Regions from separate parts of the Sus scrofa genome. Here region 1 is linked to region 2. Evidence: chromatin contacts called from public HiChIP or PLAC-seq data. All regions are on one chromosome and are shown on one strand. The core of a region is the stretch at or near the end of the contact, and the rest is flanking DNA. Distances in the headings are between cores, read along the strand shown. Region 1 overlaps TTC7B (tetratricopeptide repeat protein 7B). Region 2 holds the start of CALM1 (calmodulin 1).

Region 1 (2,760 bases), core at 121-2,620, 270 kb after region 2:
TCCCTATGATGGGGAAGCCTTACCTCTCCCTCCAAGACCAAGTTCTAATGTTAGTTGTAAAAAACTTGATGAACTTAGGCAAGCAGGTGTTTCTTCCTCCATCCTCCCCTCCCTCTCCTTCTCCCCCAGCCCATCTCTTCATTATTCACCAGGTGTTATAATTATTTGTTGACATCCTTGTCTTCCTCGTGAGCTCAGAGAACATTTTTTTATTCATCTTATATCCCAGAGCTTATCCTGGTGGCTAGCGCCCAGCAGACTCTCAATAAACACACATGGAATTGAGTAGGCAATAGATTAAAAAAAAAAAAAAAAAAAAAAAACCTAGCTCAAAACGTACTTGAAAGAGATATAATTGCATCTTTTTAAAAAAAATCTGTAATTCAGTTTTACCAAGTCTGGCTAATGAGTTTTTCTGAGTATTCTTCAGAAGAAACACAGCATCAGAGTCTTCCTGGTATTTTAACTGCTTGTTTCCAACATGGAGAGATTGCTGCTTGTGATGCTAATTTGCCAGGGAGAGTCAAAGAAGAACCAACTCCCATACCCATCAACCAGGCACCTGCCAGCAAAGAGAAGGTACAGAAGGAGGAGCCAGCAGAAGAAAGGTAGTGCATCTGTGCTAGGCCAAGAGAACTACCACCAAAGTCGTGTGTGAATAAAAAGCAAAAATCCAAACCTAAAATAGAGAGGAAGGTGGAAAAACCAGAGGTCAACTGAAGGAAAAAAAAATCGTTTATTAAAAAAAAAAAATCTCATAATCAAATACAAGATTTGGCTATGAGAACACACACTTTTATTCTAGAGTTCCTTATCGGTGTCCAAATCTATGGCAGACACTGCTAGACAAATATAAAGGCAGTTAAGACAATTTATGGCCTTTCTCATCTTCAATAGAAGATTCTAGTTTTTCCTAAGAAAAGTTATAAATTCTCCAAAGATATCTCAGTCATTTTCTGGGCTTTAGCTCAATCTCTCTGCAGCTCTCTCTCGCAGCTGACTAAAAATACCTCTGCAAAAAAAAAAAAAAAAAAAAAAAAACACGAGGATTTAAAAAGAAATAGGTAGGAAATATCCCTTGAAAAGAGCTGTGGCCTCCACCGCCCACCCTGCCCTCACATGAAATACTAATGCATTTGACACCAAAGCCAGGGAAGGGGAAACGCAAGTGGAAGAAGAGCTTGGCTCTGGCCAAGAGCCAGAACAGGAATGCTGCCTGTCCCCACCCCACCCCGCTTCCCGGGCAGACACATCTGGACCCGCTCTGTGGCACAGACGCCAGTAAATGACCGAGAAAGCTCCCCACAGTCCGACAGGCTCAGAGAGGGTGAACCCAGGCTTCCTCCTTGACCAGACAGGATGTGCATTCCTCTTCCCAACATGCATGTGTCGTTTCAATGGGCCGCCCTCGAGGGGCTGCCTGCAAGGCTGCACTGCCACAGGCTCGCTGGCTTCTGGGTCCAACTTCACCCCTGGAGGTTTCGACTCAAAAAGCCACTACATACTTTTTAAAAAATGTGGTTCTGGGAGCAAAGCGTCTCAACACTAAACCATGGAAGAGGATAATCCTCTTTGCTGCTGTGGGAATTCTGGAATCCCATCCAGATGTGGACACGCCAGGCTTAAGTCAGGAGGCCACAAGCACCAAATTTCCACTGAGGAGCATCTCAGAAGTGAAAGGATCTGTCCGGCCTGCTCGAGGTACGTCTCCTAATAAAGCCATCATTGCTGGAAATAGCCCCTAATCTCAGAGATAAGGGAGTCGGCAGCAGCAGTCCCTATGACCTTTCCAGAAAACATATTCTTTCTTATGAGGCCAAGGCAACTATTTGATCCCTGGCCCCCTCCACCCGCTTTCCACGGGACATTAGCAGCAGCAAGACCTGGATGGTCCAAGCACAGCTCCCTTTTTCCCACCAAGAAGCAGTAACAGGAGTGAAGCCCACCCAGGCTGTCTCGTTCAATTTTTTTTTTTTTCCTTTTTACAATCTTTCTGCTTTTTAGGGCTTCCCCCACGGCATATGGAATTTCCCAGGCTAGGGGTTGATTAGAAGCTAGGGCTGCCGGCCAATACCACAGGCACAGCAACGCAGGATCCGAGCCTCGTCTGCAACCTGAACCACAGCTCATGGCAATGCCGGATCCTTAACCCACCGCGCAAGGCCAGGTATCGAACCTGCATCCTCATGGATCCTAGTTGGGTTCGTTAACTGCTGAGCCATGAAGGGAACTCCCTGTCTTTTTTATTCTTACTTCTGGGAACCTAGCACCATGCTCAGCACACTTAGCTCTCGATAAACATGTGCCGCATTAACTCATTTTAAAGAAAACACACAACTGTTGGGCATCTGTGGGCCACAGCCATCTCGGATGAACATGAGACATTCATTCACTCACCCATTCATCCATGTACAACTGTGGACCAGATATACTCGAGGGATAGACCCCTCCCCAAACAAAGCAGATAAAAATTCCTGGAACTTAGATTCCAGGGATGGGAAACGGACAACAAACAAATAAGATAAGGAGAAGAAGTACAGTGTGGGCAAAGGGTTAACACATTCTGTTCTTCTTCTGCTTGAGAGTTTGGCCTTAGGTTAACTTTTCAGTTCTGTTTCCCTGGAAACCTAATAAAGATAAAATATCAATTATGTTCCGAGGCAACATTGCTTATGTAGAAAATGACCCCTGATTGATAACTTGCATCTGGACTGAAAGGACCTATAAATATCTAATGGGGACACCATGGCTTTGGGCTTC
Region 2 (2,700 bases), core at 135-2,634:
TGCCTGAACATTTTCCATTATTTTAAAACATCTTTCTGCAGGTTTTGTCAAAGCCAGGAACAAATATAACCAAGCCAAGCCCTTCCTAGTGGTGGAGCTTCTCAATCCCAAACTTTGCCACATCCTCTGAAAGATTAAGCAAATGATAACTTGCAACGGTTGCCCAGGCCCTGTAAACAAAAGATCAAATTCTGTGCTCTGCCTTGGCAAGAAAAGAAACTGCAGCATTTTGTCAAATTTTTTACAAAGTTCAGGGTCTCAGATTTATAACTGATATTGTCCTTTTTCTAGTTTACAGAAAATTTAAAGCATTAGTATACTTAAAGACTAAAATACTTGAAAAGGAATATAATTAAGATTGTACGTTAGAATATTGTCTAGCTCCATAGTGGAGTCAATTAGCTGTGTGTTCCAGCTGTGGTCTAGGGGATTCCAAATACCAATTTTTTTCTATCTTTATTTCTATGGATTTATGAACAAAGATCGGATCTCTCTCAGGACCAGGAAAATTACCCCCCCAAATTCAAAGCATGGGTTTTAAAGTCTATAGAAGATGCACAAGAACATTCATTTCAGTAAGACTGGAGTCAGGATGAATAGTACTTTCCATAGGAAAAAAACAGTAGGGGAGGAAGATTATTCAGGCACACGAAAACAAAAAACACCCCCCCCAAACTCAGTGGAAACGTAAAAACATTAAAATGACTGGCTAAGCATATGAGCACGACATAGATTTAGCAATTGACTATACATTAGTCTGACATTACTTCAAAGTATGAGGAAAACCGCTTATCCCTTCCAGACCCCTCTCCTCAAGGTGTGCGGTCAATGCCTGTGTCCCTAGCTCCCCGCGGCCGCCCCCTACCCTAACTCTAGGACCGTCCGCAGCTCCCCAGCAGAGGCAGCCAGCGGAAGACCCCGGGGCAAGGGGCCAGGGGAACCCCAATGCCCCAGCGGAGCCGTAGGAGATATGAGGTTGGGGTCCCACAGGAGTGGTGGGGCTGGGGTGAGGGGCGGTTGGCTTCTGAAGCCCAGGGCCGCCCCAAGTGGAGGCTATGCAGATGTTCTGGCCTCGCCCCGCCTTGGTAGGCATCTGCGGGGACTCTGCCCAGCACCGGTCCTGCGACCACCACGCCTCTCTCGTAACCCTCCGCTTCCAGGTCGCGGGTCCCAGCCGCGAGCCCCAACCCCGCAGTAGCCGGCGCGCAGGGAGCGGCGGGAGGCCGCGGGAGGCCTGGCGCGCCAGGGGGCGGGGCCAAGCAGGCAAGGTCCGGCCCTCACAGCGCAGCTCTGAGCCAGGCGTCCGAGGCCGCGGCGGAGGGATACCGAACGCCCTATATATACCGCGAGGCACAGACTCGCTCTTCGGCAGCGGTGGTGACAGCCTCGCGGACGCGGCGCCGTTACTCGTAGTTGGGCGGCGGCGCAGGCGGCGGCGGCGGCGCAGGCGGCATAGCGCTCAGCGCACACCTAGCAGCAGCAGTAGCGGCGGTAGCGGAGGCACCCCTGCGGTCACAGCCCCTGCGCTGGTGCAGCCACCTTCGCGCTCTCTGCTCTTCCTCCCTTCGTTCACACCATGGTAGGTCGGGAGTGGCAAACACCGGCGTAGCGGCTGCCAGCCCATCATTTCTTCCCCGATTTTTAGTTCAGTCTGTTTTTTCTTTTTTTGGTGTTTTTTTTTTTTTTTCTTTTTCTTTTCCGGGTGTTACGCAGCAGCTGCGGTTTAGGATGCATTCGAATTTGCATCTTGGTTTCCTCGACCGGGGATCTTCATTTAAATTTTGATCTCTCTTTGGAGCTGGACTTGGCCGTGGGCTGTCCCTGGGCAGGGGCTCTAGCCCCGGCTGCTCCGGAGCCTTCTGCATCCACCCCCTCCCCCAGCCCCGCATCTGTGCATCCAGCGCGCCGCACCCGAGGCTGCCCGCAGCGTTCTGCCTGGGTCGGGGCCCCGGGGGGCGGGGGAGCCGGGCGGGGCCCGGCACTAGACCCAGGCACTGAGGCGGCCGGTCGGGCGGGCTGCGGAGAATGAATGGGTCGGAGCGAGCCGGTGGCGCACGCTGCTCCAGCCCGGGCGTGGGGAGCGCCGTCAGCCTTGCCCCCCCCACCCCCATCGCGGTCCCTTCCCGGCGCCCTCTCCCCGCGCGCTTTCCTCCTCCCTCCCGGGGGGCGCGGCGCGGGCGTGGGTTGGGAAGGAAGGAGTCGGGGAAGGGTGGGGTGGGGGCAGGAAGGCGCGGGGTGGGGGGCGGAGAGGGCGGAAGCGGCGGGCCTGCCGCCCTGCACCCGGGCGGGGCCCTGCCTTGTGGCCGGGTCTCGTGTCTCCCTGTTTCGCACTCCTGCAGCCCCCCACCCAGTGCGGCAGTAAAGATGTGCGTGGGCCTCGGTACACCAGGAGGTCCCTTCCCGCGGGAGGCGCTCGGCTCGCGCTAATTGGGGCGGGTGGGGGGCGGCGGGGGAGGAAGAAGCTGGCGCGCGTCTCGGTTTCCAGTAGAGACGCAAAGTTTCTGCTCCGGGAGGAGGTGGCGGCGCGGCGGCTTCGCCGCCTGGGGGAGCAGAAGGGGGTGGGAGGCGCGGGGCAGACTTGGCCCCCACCCGCCGCGCAGCCCGGGAGTTGGGGTGGAGGTAGGGGTCTCCCTGGCCTGGGAGGGGCGGCGCCCCTCCCACCCCGCGGGCCGCCTGGACCCCTTGAACCCGCCAGTATCG

Evidence for each region. HiChIP or PLAC-seq counts read pairs in DNA pulled down with a chosen protein or histone mark.
Region 1: a contact with region 2 is called in an H3K27ac HiChIP or PLAC-seq map of skeletal muscle. The contact joins the enhancer-like site here to the promoter of CALM1 in region 2. A contact is called at or near these places in 1 of 5 promoter capture datasets (liver), 16 of 47 Hi-C or Micro-C datasets (brain, embryonic fibroblasts, epiblast stem cells and 11 more) and 2 of 2 datasets of contacts at active chromatin or transcription factors (alveolar macrophages and skeletal muscle).

The regions. Positions count from the first base shown.
Region 1 is chr7:112,427,436-112,430,195 of Sscrofa11.1, forward strand. The region is part of intron 5 of TTC7B (tetratricopeptide repeat protein 7B); the gene reads right to left. Among named protein-coding and RNA genes, the nearest start is that of TTC7B, 90 kb to the right of the region's middle. Within about 2 kb of position 1,371, at least 9 of the 83 cell types and tissues checked have an H3K27ac peak or open chromatin away from gene starts, as enhancers often do. A contact at or near this core is called in skeletal muscle, where this site is marked.
Region 2 is chr7:112,159,439-112,162,138 of Sscrofa11.1, forward strand. CALM1 (calmodulin 1) reads left to right here and starts at 1,385. Exons shown (of 6, transcript NM_001244210.1): 1 at 1,385-1,579. The coding sequence starts at 1,577.